3 separate regions of the Sus scrofa genome follow, and all the other regions are linked to region 2. Evidence: chromatin contacts called from public Hi-C data. All regions are on one chromosome and are shown on one strand. The core of a region is the stretch at or near the end of the contact, and the rest is flanking DNA. Distances in the headings are between cores, read along the strand shown.

Region 1 (4,713 bases), core at 43-2,542, 200 kb before region 2:
CTTAATGGACAAAAGCATGGCTATTTACAAGAAATCCAAAATCCTGACTCAAGAAGACTTCACTAAGGCTTTGGGAAAATGAGAAAGTATGGAAGTGGTGAAGATATTAGACTGCAAGTGACAGAATCTCTCAATAATCTTACCAGAAACAAATTAAGCAACACCCTGAAAACTAAAGAACTGAACAGCCTTTCACACCTACCCCTGAAAATAACATGGCTCTGGGTAGGTCTTGGCATTCAGGAATTTTAATGCACCTCATAAAAAAAACACTGTCAGTCTTGCTCTGTAGGTGATGAAACTGAAATAAATTATCTGATGCAAATGGAAAGGAATTTAGAACTCATTTTGTTGGGCATCTGTTTTGGCATTTAACCTAATACTTCTTCCTAAGCAGAAGGTGCAGAAGCTTTGTGTGTTCAAATGAGTCCAGTGAAAAGTGAACTTAGATGAATTGAGTTTGGTTTATCCAATAATGGGAATGCTAATGGATATTTTCTGAGCATTGGTACCATGTTAGAAGTTGAAGGTTCAGAGATTCAAAATAGTCCCTGCCCTCAAATGAATTCCCATTTATTGCAGGAGGACAAGCAAGCTCACCGATGCTCACTTAACTTTAGTTCAAGGTGAAAAACAGAAGGATAGGCAAAAGTTATTAGTGTGGAGAGAAAAGGGGAGCTGAGGAAGTCTTGTGGTGGAAAGTAGCATTTGATCAGGACCTTGAAGGACAGAAAGGAAGTCAGGAACAGGTAAGCTAGAGCCTCTAATTTCTTTCCTTTTGTTTTTAAAAATTTTTCATTTTATGGGCTGTACCTGTCGCATATGGAAGTTCTCAGGCTAGGCGTTGAATCAGAGCTGCAGCTGCCAGCCTATGCCACAGCCACAGCCACGCCAAATCCAAGCCACATCTGCGATCTACACTGCAGCGCCGGATACTCAACCCACTGAGGAGGGCCAGGGATCGTACCTGCAGCCTCTTGAAATACTAGTCAGGTTTACGACTGCTGAGCCACAACAAGAACTCTGAGCCTCTAATGTTTACTGTAACCCGCATTGCTCACTTCTATGCCACCCTGCCTCTTCTCTATTCCATGTCGCCCTACCCACTCCACCAAAACTTCGTTGGTCTCCGTGGAACCCTTCAGAAACCCCAGTCTTGTTGAATGCCTCCATTTCAGACGAGGAAACTAAGGCGCACGGAGTGTTCCCCACAGAGGAAAGAGTGAGCCAAGGAAGGAAGGTGGCTTGGACATGAGTTTGGGAACCAGCGAGTGACGTGATTTGGTCAGAGCAGGGGGAGGTCCAAATGGGAAGGGCTATTAAAGGCAGACAGACTGTGGAGACCTCGAATGCCATGTTGAGGAGAGTGGGCTCTGTCTTCAAAGCTGAGGGACAGGAGGGCGAGATGGGACAGGACTGGAAAGGGGAGAGAGCCTGAAGCCAAGACCAGATAGAAGGCAACTGCAATCGTCTAGGTAGGAGGCAATAACTGCTGAAATTCAGGGAATGACAGAGTGAGTGGAGAGACACGGAGAAAGTAAACTGATAGATCGTGGGCATGATGGAGTAGGAAAAAAAAAACAGAAGCTGGAATTCGCACCCCCTCCCCCCACTGGCCTCTTTGCCTTCCTTCTAAGCTCTGTGGTTGGCCAGTTGTGAACACTGGACAAGCCCCTCACTCCACATGCCTTGGTTTCCTTTTCTGAAATGGAGGCATTACAAGAATGGGGTTTCTAAAATTCCACGGAGACCTAGGATTGCAAAGAAGTTCTGGTGGAGTAATAGGGTTGGGGGCAATAGAGAGCAACGGGGGGGTGGGTTGGGGGTGAGGAATGGGCGTTGACTGGGGTCTGCAATCAAATGAGAAGCTCTAGATACAAAACCACCCCCAAAATCAGAATACCTCCTTTACGTAACAGAATGATCTGTAACAGTAAATTGCCAAAAAAGTAAAAACCCCCAACCACTATGATAACCTCAGGACTGTATAGATTACCTCCAACAGCCTTTTGCGCATTCACACTCACAGAAACTGTCACCCAAGAGATTTGCTAATATAAGTGGACATGGGTCTCATTTTTAGGACCCCGTTGAGTTCCTGTTTATTTGGCGAACTGTTGCACAAATGCTGGAACAACTGGAACAACAATTGTCATGCTGAATCCATGCCAAAACTCCCTAAAATGGGACAGATTTACTGAAAGGCCATCTGGTGTTCTTACTCTTGTGCGGTACCTTTTTCCAAGATCCAGCGAGTTTTCCAAACCTCATAAACGCCATCGTGAAAAGGGCTGTTGCCTGTGAGTACAAAGACCCTGGCTTCCCGGCTACTGACTGTCCTCTGGTTTTGGGTCAGCTGAGCTGCCCCTCTGAGGTGCACAGCCCTGTCTATAGAAGCAGAGCAATACAGCAAACAACCCTAGGGGCCCCTCTAGCTTGAACATTCCAAGATTCCAGGATCCTCAACTTTGGAGCCTGCTATCTGAACAACACTCTGATCAATAGCATGTGCTCGCGGTCTTGTTCTGTCACAGTCAGATGGTCAGTGTATTAAAGGCTTTGGGCTGTTGTCTGTAAGGATTGGGCAATGTGTGCTTTAGCCAAAGTCTCTGAGCCCTGAAGAGGGTTCAGGTCTAAATTAACAGCAGATCTTTAGAAACAGAAGGCTCTGTAGATCGCTATTTGAAATAAGAAAAGCCGTGCCTAGGTATAACCCCCACCCCCCACCCCCACAAATGGTCTACAAACCACCATAAAAATGGAAATGAGGCAAACCACTCAGAACCACAACCAGGTTGAGACCAAAAAGTTTCATACAGGTCTGAAACTTACACACTCACCGCCTTTCTTTGCCTCCTGATTTCTTCTCTTCCCTCCCACTCCCACAGTTACATTTTTTTTTCTTTTTAACAAAATTCCTTTATAAGAAAAAAGAAGAAGGAAAACCGAAGAGGTGAAGCGAGCACTCACTGGGAGAGCGCGGCCAGGCTGCGTCTTCCCTGCGATCCGGATCCCCCGAGCATATCTGCAGCTGGAAGGGGCGGGGGCGGCGAGCGCAGAGGTGCGGAGACCCTGGGGCGCTCAGGGCGTGGACTGGGCCCGAGGAGGTGCCATGGTATTTGCGGCTGAAATGCGGTGTGCAGGATGCTCCCGGGTTCTCCCTTTGTGTTAACACTTTGGTCTGTCCCGGTGACGAAAGTCTGGGCTTGTCCTTTGCCAAATCTACTCCTCCCCACCCTTTCCCTCGGCATAGGATCATCAGAGAGCTGATTGTTATTTTTTACTGTAATCTCTCTAATAGAGGCTCATCCGGTTTAGATTTAGATTGTAAAGGGCCCAGATTGCTTCATAATTTCCAGAATGTTATTAATGGGCAGTGGGGGCCAGGGTCCCCAGTAGCTTTCATGACGTCGACTTTACATGATCAATTACAAATAATTCTTCTGAGGTAGAGAACTAGTTAAAGGAAAAGACACTGATCCACGTGCTCAGCCTTTGGAGAACTAGCTGATCACTCACGGTATCACTTGCATACAATAATTCGATTCTGTAGAGATCAACGGAAACCAGCCCACTGAAAAGTTCATCCGGGTGCAGTTCTCAGGCCCTCGTTCTGAGCTCTGTTCTCAATTAACATCGGTGTAGGTGGCTTCCAAAGCAAACAGTTCCCACTGAGAAATCAAATCTGAGAAGCTCTTCTTTTCCCTTCTACTCAAGGGAAGATGCAGCACAGAAAAGTGAATACAAAGGCAGAGGGAAGAGAGCCAGGGGATCAGTGATCTGCCGGTACGTGGGGTGTTTGCTGAAATGAGGGCAACAGCCAGCCTAGGGAACATGTTGCAACACTGGGCCTGGCTGCCCCCGTGGCACTCTGCTGTGGTGACCTCATCAGCCAAGCGGGCAAGGGAGCCTGGTCAGCAACAGCTTGGCGAGCAACCAGATCCCAGCTGCTGAGGAGGGGGTGGTGTCGATCCTCTCTGGAGATGACACGTTGTCTAGGCTGGAGTCGTGAATGCGTTTCTGCATCTCTAACAAGCAATGAACAGACTGCTGCTGGGGCACCAAGATACGTACGGGATGGGCTTTCAGTTAAATACATAGAATAACTCAGATTTCCACTGAGTTAAGATTCTTTTAGTAACTGGCAGGAGAAGCAATCACCTTCGCACCTGGATTCACATCCTTCACAGGATGAAAAACATCTTTAGGATCTAAGGCACCATGTCACAAGCATGGCTACAGAAGCTGTATAGCACAGGGAACTCTATGCAGCACATTCCGTGATAATCTATGTGGGAAAAGAATCTGAAAAAGAAGGGATGTGTGTACATGTATGACTGAGTCACTTTGTACAGCAGAAATGATCAGAACACTCTAACTCAACAATACTTCAATAAAACTTGAAAAAATAGAAGATTATTAAAAAAGGAAAACAAAAACAAACAAACGAACCAAAAACCCCACAAAAGTTCGGCCAGCAGAATGGAGAGGAACCACAGCAAGAATGCTTGTGCTCAATTTGAAAGAAGTTTAATTTAGTTAGGTTAGATCCCCTCCTCATTTTAACTAGAAAATTTCGGTTGATTCCCTGCTTAAGTGTTATGCTATCATTAAAGTCATAGTTTACAGAGGAATATAGTTTAAGGAACTTCAAAGTTAATTATCTCCATATATCACCATGTACATATCCTTTAAATATCCCTCTGATTTTAT
Region 2 (4,860 bases), core at 1,415-3,914:
AAGAAGTTTCCTTCTTCTAAATTACTTGTTGTTGCTACTTAGATTAAGACTTTAGAGAAAGACCTCTGTTATTTCATATCACACACAGCAATCTCCTCAGTAATGGTCACATTTCACTTTCTAGAAATCGAATATATCACATCAGTAAGCATTTATGAGCACCATTTATATGCAAAACACAGTGTCTGACATCAAGAAAAATGCCAAGTAGCTTATCCTTACAGCAGTGTTTAATCTTTACAGCCTTTCACAAAAATTGACTCAAAATGCATCATAGATCTGAAAGTAAAGCACGAAATTATAAAACATGTGAAAAATAACATGGGAGAAAACCTAGATGATCTTGAGTATACCTTTTTAGATACAACATTGAAGGCACAATCCATGAAAGAAATAATTGATAAGCTGGACTCATTAAAATTAAAAAGTTCTGGAGTTCCCATTATGGCTCAGCCAAAACAAACCCAACTGGTGTCTATGAGGATCTGGGTTTGATCCCTGGTCTTGCTAAGTGGGTTAAGGATCCAGCATAGCTCTGAGCTGTGGCATATATCTCAGGCCTGGCTCAGATCCCAAGCTGCTGCAGCTATGGCGTAGGCCAGCAGCTACAGCTCCCATTCAATCCCTAGCCTGGGAAACTCCATATGCCACAAGTGTGGCCCTAAAAAGCAAAAAAAAAAAAAAAAAAAAGTTCTGCTTTGTGGAAATCAACGTTAAGAGAATTAATTAAAAGACAAGCCATATATTGGGAGAAAAGACACACCTGATAAAGGACTATTATCCAAAAAATACAAAGAACTCTTAAAAATCAACAATAAGGAAACAAACAACTGGATTAAAAAATGGGCCAAAGATCTTAACAGACACCTAACCAAAGAAGATATATAGATGCCAAATGAGCATGTGAATATATGCTCCACATCATGTATCATTAGGGAAATGCAAATTAAAATGCACTACAACTTCACACCTATTAGACCAGGCCAAGTCCAGAACAGTGAAAAAAACAGATGCTGGTGAAAATGTGGAACAAGAGGAATGCTGGCAGGAATGCACCAGTGGGATGCAACCTCTTTGCAAGACAGTCTGGTGGTTTAAAAACTAAACATACTCTTACCTTATGATTCAGCTGCTGCGCTCCATGGTATTTACTCAAAATTGCTGAAAACTTAGGTCTGCACAAAAAGTTGCACACAGATGTTTAGAACTGCTTTGTTCATTATTGCCAAAGCTTGGAAGGAACCAAGATGTCCTTCGGTAGGTGAGCAGATACACTGTGGTACATTGGACAATTACTATTATTTAGCACTAAGAAGAAGCAAGCTATCCAGCCATGAAAGGACACAGAGAAAACATCAATGTATATTCGTAAGTGAAAAAAGGCAATCTGAAAAAGCTACATACAGTATGATTCCAACTCTAAAAAATTCTGGAAAAGACAAAACTGGAGATAGTAAAAAGGTCAGTGGTTGCCAGGGGTTGGGGAGGGGCAGGAGGGATGAACAGGCAGAGCACAGAGCATTTTTAGGGCAATGAAAATACTCTGTATACTATTATACAGATGGATGTTTATCATTGTACATCTGTCCAAATCCATAGAATGTACAAGCTTAAGAATGAAACCTAAGGTAAATGATGGACTTCAGGTCTTTGGATGATTATGTTGTAACAAGGTAGGTTCATGCTTGATAGTAACGAATCACTCTGGTGAGTGACATTGATCACGGGGGAGGCTCTACATGTGTAGGGACAGGGGTGTAGAAAAGCTCTGTCCCTTCCTCTCACATTTGTGGTGAATCTAAAACATCTCCAATAAATACAGTCTAAAAAGAAAAACAACCTAGAGGGCTGGATGTAGGGCTAAGTGCCTTTCCTGGGCTCGGACCACTGTCTGAGACAGAACGATTGTACGAGCCTCTCCCATCAGATTCTCTCTCAGCGGAGGCAGAGGTTCTGTGCACACCTGGCCCACTGCTGCCAGTTCTAGCCCCCCACCCTCACCCCCACAGCTCCCACCCCCACCCCCATCTCATTTCAGTTTAGACCCTGCCTCCCTGTTAAATACTAGTGTGCCCAACCTCCACCCTTGATGAAATCACTGCTGCCTCTGGAGCAGCTGGAAATCCTTTCTGCCAGGTGTGTTTTGTCTGATCAGTTGGTCACTGTGAAAGTGAATACAGAACTGAAAGGCTCTCTTGTGTTTGGGGGAGCTGTGAAAATCTGGAGCCAGGCAGGTGGGCTCCAAGTACCATTTCCAGAAATAGCAAGAAAAGGATTCTTTTAAAAGCGTGGTGTTTTCCTTCTGATTGAACACTCTTAGCTGCCAGAGGTTCTCCTCTGGACAGAGAATTCTATATGCCTTTCCTTGCGATACAACCATCAAGCAGAGCCAGGACACGTTGATCAACCTCTCAGTGCCTCAGTTTACCCATCTGCTATAAATCAGCTCTCCTCCACGGGAAGCCCGTGGTTTGTACAGTGGGGAGGGAGAAGGGGGGAGGGAATTAGAATAGAGATGAAGAGCTGCTTTTTTCTTATTTCAGTCCTTGGCCAGAATGTAAACAGCAGCCTGTTTCTAAAACTCAGCTGACAGAGGAAAACCAGTGAGCCCTTGCTGGTGAGGCCTGGGACCAGGCTGAACAGAAACAACTGACGGCTTCTATCTTGGTCCCTTCACAAATAGCACTCACCAGGGGTTGCTCCTTAAGGCCAGGCCTCCTGGGCCGTCCGGGCGTCAGATGGAAATGATTTGGGAACATCCGGTATGGCCTGAATGTGATCCTTTGGGTAAGGTCTGAAAAAAAAGAGCAAGACGGGAGGAAAGGCAAACAAATTCCCTTAAAAACTATGCATCCTGAAAGCTTGATATTTAATGTTCACCCCTTAGAGCTGTATTCCTAACTCTGGGTTTGTAAGACACAACATGTTTTTCCCCCTAATCCTTTCCAAAAACGCATTCCATAAATTGTTAACATCCCTGCCAATGGCCTCAGTAAACTCACATACCAGCTTTAAAGTCAACCCCTTTTAAACCAATGCATCAGTCCTTTGAGTTAAAGGGATATTATTTCCAGATTCCTATAGCTGCTAGCTTCTTTTTAAAGTTGCAAATGATCATGTTTCTTTGTTGCTGCTAATTTTTAGAGAGAAATAGATACAGTGGCAGCAATCCATCTACACAGTAGCTGTGACATCCTCCAGGCCCCTTAACACACCCCGAGGTCCACTGTCACCCCACCCCCACCTGCCTCCTGGTTGCTTTGCCTCTCCTAAGGGCTTGACACTCTCCTTGTTCAGAATGGCCAAGGAGATCCCGTATACATTATTATTGTGGTATTGCTATTGTTATTTGTTTTATGACAGAGAGGTTGTCAGTGTGGTGGTTTAATACATTGGCTCCAGAGCTGCCTAGGTTTGAAGTTCATTTCTACCACTTGTAGCTGTGTGACCTCGAGTAACTTACTTAACCACTCTGTGCCTGGGTTTCCTTATCTATGAAATGAGAATGGTAATAGTATCTACTTCATACACTATTATATATGAAGCAGTTAAGCAGGGCCTACACAGAATAAGTTCCATACAAGGGCTAGTTGCTATCACACAGTTTTTCTAGGTAGTGCTTTCAGCCAATGGGGACTGCTCTAATGACTCAACCATCAACATGGAAAAAAATCTAGAAGGATCTGGGGATCAGTTAAAATGTATGCAGAGAATACATGCCTTATGGCCCCTCTGAGTCACAAGGGGAGAATCCTAGACTTTATGGATCACGGTGGACCTCACAGACAATCAGGCCCTACCCCTCATCCTAGAGCCTCTCGCTGACAAGTTGAGGGCAAATCTAGTGCCAGCCCCTAGGTCTCCAGGTTTTCTGTCCCCAGACAAGCTTTCCCCATTTCCTGGTGCTACTCTCAGAGGGGAGAGCTGTCATTCCAGGCTGGGTCCTCATCACACCCAGGGTGGGTATTGCTACAGTCCTCGGGATTCAGTCTCCCGGTTTGCATTTTCCCTGCTCTGACCCCCTTTTCGTCTCTTTGTCAAAATAGTTTTGCTCAAATACCGTTTTTTTCTCACCCCATTCCAGTGTCTAAGGATCTGCAGGGCTTCACTCCTGTATATGATGTGGCTTTGGATGTGCTGCTGATTTTCATAGAGGTATAAAGAAACAGTTTCATTGCTCCCCATTTTTTATGTTTCTTATTCCCTCCAATACTTAATAATGTGCTTTCCCAAAAGGCAAGTGTTCAATAAACGCTTATTGCCAACAAATGGGATGTTGAGACCCTGAGATATAAATACAGTTACAGATATAGATGAGGTGGGGGAAGGAAGAGGTAAAGAGAGAGAGGTTTTCCGGCTCCCATGCATGATTCCTGAGCAGAGTAAGGTTCATGGAGTATGTCCTTTGCTCTAAAACAAGACTGCCAGATTCTCAAAGCCTGTCTCTGATGTATTTCCAGCAAAGCTTCTTTTTAATAAACTCAAGGAGACTTTAGCCATCATCTGAGCCAGTGCGGTTCAAACTGTCCCAAGGTTCGGTCGAGGTGCCAGAGGGGCAGGGGGCGGGGAGAGGGGGGAGTGAGTGGAGTGGTTTCTGAGGCCCTTCCTCCACTCCCAATGGGGTAGCTCTGCTTTCAAAGTGTCACAATTCAGTGTTGCAATTAATTCTGGCTCAGATGTGTAGGTTGTTGCTGTGGCTGTGGCATAGGCCGGCAGCTTCATCTCTGATTCGACCCCTGGCCTGGGAACTTCCATATGCCGCCAGTGTGGCCCTAAAAGCATAAAATAAAATAAAATAAAATAAAATAAAATAAAATAAAATAAAATAAAATAAAATAAAATAAAATAAAGCAAGCAAGC
Region 3 (4,859 bases), core at 1,687-4,186, 240 kb before region 2:
GTGAGATCCAGAGATAACTGCCAAAGGTCATTTTAATGTATACCAAAGATCTAATAAACAGACACAAATTCTCCACTTTATTTCTCTCCTTTCCATATCCTGATAACAAAAAGAAGCTATGAAATTGCTGAAAAATGGAGCAAAAAGATAAAGGAAGCAAAGGCTTTGAATAATCAGTAACTAACTCAGGGGCTAAAATCGAGTTTCTGTTATATTATAATGGCATCTTATAAGAAAGTTTTCTGGGGAAAAAAATACCTTGAGAGATGACCCTTTGGGAGCGAAACATTTGAAGGGCTTCTTGTCGTCTGACAAACCATCTTCTGGCATCTTCTGGCGTTTCTCAGCAGCTTCTGCCCTTCGCCTTTCAATCTCTTCCTTTAGCCTCCTCTTCTCTTCCTAAGAGAGAAAGAACAAATAACAGGGGCGTCCATCAGCTTCACGCCAAAAGAAAAGAGTGCTGAGGGGCAGAGCACAGTCTCAGAGGAAAAATACCCAGGTTCTAGAAAAAAAGCCATCCCTTCCTCAAGGGTGCCTCAAGGGTGGCACCAAGCTTGTGAGTTCAACTGCCTCCACACTCTGACGCTGCCCCTTCCCAACTGTGTGACCTTGGCCACGCTACTTATCTGCTCTGTGCCTTGGTTTCTTCATCTGTCAAATGGGATAATAACAGGATCCACTGACCAGGGCTTTAGCAAGGACTAAATGAGAAAGCCCGTGTGAAGTGCAAACTGGCGCTCAGTGTTAAGATCATCACTGTCATCGTCGTCCCGCCAAGCTCTCTAACAATGACCTTCCCTTCTGTGTATGTAAAATAAGGGTCTCTTCTACCTACTTCCTAGAAGAGTTGTGAAGACAAATGTGATGATTTACACGCAAAGTTATACAAATGTGTGCTACTATATTTACCAACTTGTAGAGGATATGATTTCATGGTGTCCCCACCTCTGTTTTAGGTGGTTTAACAAATCTGAAATGGTGTAGATGCTGCATCCTAGTGGTGAAATCGGATGTTTACAGTTTGTCTGTGAACCTCTCTGTGCCTTCATTCCTGGCCAAGAATACTTTCTCCTGTTTTCTCATCAAGCTCCACATTCTCTATGAACAATTTTCTGAGAGATTAATGGAGTCTTTTGTAGTTTTCAAACTGGATGTTCTCAAGCAGAGACAGGATATTCATCTGTCAGGGGATGTTGAAGAAAGATCCTGTGTGTTATGGACTGAACGTTTGTGGCCCTCCCCAAACACATATGTTGAAATCTTAACCCCTAAAGAGATGGTATTGGGGGGGGGCGCAGTTGGAGAGGTGATTAGATCATGAGAGTGGAATCTTCATGAAAGGGATGAAGTGCCTTTCAAAAAGAGGTCCCCGAGAGCTCTCTCACCACTTTGACCCTATGAGGTCGCAGCAAGAAGACTACATTTGTGAACTGGGAAGTGAGGTCTCACCGGACACAGAATTTGCTGGCACTTTGATCCTGGACGTCCTAACCTCAAAAGTGTGAGAAATAAATTTCTGTTGCTTATCAGCATACGAAAATTTCTTACAGCAGCCCCAGCTAAGACTTTGTGCTTAGTAGGAGGTTAGACCAAGTCATCTCCTAGGTCCAGTTCAGTTCAAGAGTTCCGGTTTCTCTTCTGCCTTCACTGATACTTTGTTTCTCTTTAAGTAACAGTAATAACTATAACTTCCTGAGTGACTCTTAGGTACCAGGCACCATGAATACAATGATTTCATCGTCACCACAACTTGAAAGGAGATATTTCACAGATAAGGAAAAGAAGTCTCGGAGCAATCCAGCAATTCTCCCAAGGTCCCAGCTTGCCAATGTCAGAGTTAGGAATATAAGGCCAGGTGTGTTTGATTCTAAAGCTCTGTCATCCCAATTACTTCCCAACCAAAGGTCATTGGCTCATTGAAAGCTAGAGTTGGAAGAGCACTTGGAATAATCTATGCAAACTTTCCACAAGTTCAGGGAATGTTTGTGTAGGATCCACATCAGAAAGTCATCTAAAGTCTTTTTGCATATTTTTAATGATGGGCAGTCACTACTTCTGAAGATAAATGGGAAAAAGTCTAGGCTGAGTGGGAGAAGCTGGGTCTCAATACTGGTTCTACCACTTATTAGTCAAGTAATTTCACACAAGTCACTCAAACTACTTGACTCCTATAGTTTTGTCCATAAAATGAGAATACTACTACTTCAGGATTAAAGGAGAAACACACCTTGTAAACTACAAGGCTTACAGTAGTTGGTTAAGTACTTTTCTACTTTTCAAAATTTGCCTTTTGAAACTTTATCTGTTGTTTTTAGTTTTGTTTAAGAAGACGGAACAAATTCATCTGTTCATAATTACTGGGCTCCTGCTACATGCCTGGCACGAACTGGGTCCTGGGTATACAGTAATGAACAAAGCAGATACTATCCCTGCCTGTGAAAATCTAGTTCCTTACTTTTCCATTTAAAACACCCCAAAAGCAATTGAAAAGACTCTTCTCCGTAAAACCCCTTCAAATATTCAAAAACAGCTATCACGTGACTTTTGGTTCTTGTGATCTGCAGACCTTTTCATCCTCCGCTGCTCTCTAACTGTTCTCTTATTGAGGGACAGTACAGGGTCATGGATTAAGACAAGTGGGACCTGGGGAAAAAATTACAAAACCCTCTCTGTGCCTCAGCTTCCTCATCTGTAAAATGGGGATGATAAGACTACCCACGTCAGAGAGTTCTTAGGGGAACTGGCTAAACTAATGTGTATAAAGGGTTTAGAACCACGCCTGGCACAGAGCAAGCGGATTCATCTTCAAATGTATTTGGACTCTGACAGCAGCAGTTCACCGGGGAAGAAACTATTTCCAGGACTGGAAGGGTGAACAGAGCTCCACACTCAGCGGCTCGGGCGCGCTGAGTGCTGGGTGCGCTGGGCGCGGTGCCCTCCTTACCTCCTCTCTGACTTTTCGCTCTGCTTCCTCCTGCTTCCTCCTCTGCTCCTCCTCCTCCAGGACCTTCCTTCGCTCCTCCCTCTTCTTCTTCAGCTCCTCCAGTTCCAAGGCCGCCTCCTGCTGTTTCTGCTTGAGCTTCTCGAACTCCTCACTCTCGGTCTCCCCGCGGCGGCGGCGAAGCTCCTCCAGCCGCTTGCCCGCTTCCACTTGGGAAGCGCCCTCAGTCTCCTTGGCCTCACTGGCCCTCCCTCCAGGGCGGCTGCAAAGGAGGTGGACACATGTCTGCCTTACTGCACGGTGGATCCTCCCAGCAGCCCAAGGGGTAGGCTGGGGGCCCCTGGGAATCTCCAGGTTAGGTCTGAATCCAAGTCCCTCCTCTGCCACTTACCCCGGGTATCCTCTGATGTACGACGGGGGCAAAGAGGCACTGAAGGTGGGACTGTAAATAGGTACAGCCACTTGGCGAACAGTAGGGGAGTTCCTCAAAAGATTAACAGTAGAACTGCTCTATGCACCAGCAATTCCACTTCTGGGTATTTATCCAAAGAAAAACACTAATTCAAAAAGATACATGCGTCCCAAGGTCCTGCAGCATTATTTACAACAGACAAGATACGGAAACAACCCAAGTGTCCACTGATGGTTGAATGTATAAAGAAAATGCGGAATAAATACAGATAATGGAATATATTCAGCCACAAAAAAAGGAGAAATCATACTCAAATACTTGTTAATAAGTAGTGAGGGCATTTTTAGCTGAATCTGAACACAGGTAGCCCATTTCTGACACTTTTGTAACAGATGAATTACCACAGTCTAGTATCATTTATTTCATGGAGAGAGTGGTACAGTGTTTCTAGCTATGGAGCAAGAGGAAGAATAAAACGGAAAAATGAATTCAAGATTACACAATTACCAATACCAATCTCATGTGTACATCTCATGCTTTTTAAATAATGAGGTAGTTCTGAATAAACTATGTCCTTTAGGACAATGACTTTCAGGTTGGAAAATCAATTTAGTGACCTGTAATTAGCATAAAAAAACCCTAGAAAACATCAGAGGGCATTGCACAGAACAAGGGAAATGCTTATTTCTTGATGTGCTTTTTTCATTTATAAATATATACGTAGCTGTGTACTGGGTTATGATGTAAAATTTATTTCTTACTAGGAGCTGAGGTTAAACAGTTAAAATATATGTTCTAGGTTCTTGATGGCTAAAGATGAACTCTTTTATATTTAACTCCATCGAGGTTAGAAGGTCCCTGAAATCTTGGCAACCTGTTTCAGGGTCTTAAAGGTTCATAGGCCTATACCTCCGCAGAGGAAATCTCCCCTCTCAGTTAATTTAAGGTCTTTCCATCTTCAGAGGTGAGTTTGTTCTTTCTTTGTGTTCACCATGTTAGTATTTGGTTGGACTGGCAAACTTATATCTATAGAAACTTCTCTGGATTCCACTAGGTGTTGCTCGGTCTTCATTTTGGATATTCAAAGACCCATCATTAGGGACTGATTAAATAAATCATGATCCATCCACCCAGCTGAACACTCTAACATTAACTGCAGGCTTACATTCATTGGTACAGAAGCTAGCTAAGATACATTGTTACACACAATGCAAGAATCATTTCAAAACAGAGAGGTATAGGGAGTTCCTGTTGTGGCGCAGCAGAAACGAATCTGACTAGGAACCACGAGGTTGCGGGTTCGATCCCTGGCCTCGCTCAGTAAGTTAAGGATCTGGCACTGTCGTGAGCTGTGGTGTAGGTCACAGACGCGGCACAGATCTGGCATTGCTATGGCGCTGGCGTAGGCTGGCAGCAACAGCTCTGATTAGACCCCTAGCCTGGGAACCTCCATATGCCACGGGTGTGGCCCTAAAAAGACAAAACTAAATAAATAAATAAATAAAA

What was found. Hi-C and Micro-C count contacts between places; a contact is called where the count stands out from the background.
Region 1: a Hi-C map of retroperitoneal adipose tissue shows a contact between it and region 2, with 1.8 times the contacts expected there. The contact joins two enhancer-like sites. A contact is called at or near these places in 4 of 47 Hi-C or Micro-C datasets (brain, heart right ventricle, retroperitoneal adipose tissue and 1 more) and 2 of 2 datasets of contacts at active chromatin or transcription factors (alveolar macrophages and skeletal muscle).
Region 3: a Hi-C map of omental adipose tissue shows a contact between it and region 2, with 2.1 times the contacts expected there. The contact joins two enhancer-like sites. A contact is called at or near these places in 1 of 5 promoter capture datasets (liver), 21 of 47 Hi-C or Micro-C datasets (alveolar macrophages, brain, embryonic fibroblasts and 12 more) and 1 of 2 datasets of contacts at active chromatin or transcription factors (skeletal muscle).

What each region holds. Positions count from the first base shown.
Region 1 is chr18:14,337,334-14,342,046 of Sscrofa11.1, forward strand. All of the region lies in intron 3 of CALD1 (caldesmon), which reads right to left. Among named protein-coding and RNA genes, the nearest start is that of AGBL3, 74 kb to the left of the region's middle. Within about 2 kb of position 1,293, at least 10 of the 83 cell types and tissues checked have an H3K27ac peak or open chromatin away from gene starts, as enhancers often do. A contact at or near this core is called in retroperitoneal adipose tissue, where this site is marked.
Region 2 is chr18:14,531,532-14,536,391 of Sscrofa11.1, forward strand. No RefSeq gene overlaps it. Among named protein-coding and RNA genes, the nearest start is that of CALD1, 47 kb to the left of the region's middle. Within about 2 kb of position 2,665, at least 27 of the 83 cell types and tissues checked have an H3K27ac peak or open chromatin away from gene starts, as enhancers often do. A contact at or near this core is called in omental adipose tissue and retroperitoneal adipose tissue, where this site is marked.
Region 3 is chr18:14,286,920-14,291,778 of Sscrofa11.1, forward strand. CALD1 (caldesmon) reads right to left here. Exons shown (of 15, transcript XM_021079167.1): 8 at 2,945-3,203; 9 at 259-399. Among named protein-coding and RNA genes, the nearest start is that of AGBL3, 24 kb to the left of the region's middle. Within about 2 kb of position 2,937, at least 3 of the 83 cell types and tissues checked have an H3K27ac peak or open chromatin away from gene starts, as enhancers often do. A contact at or near this core is called in omental adipose tissue, where this site is marked.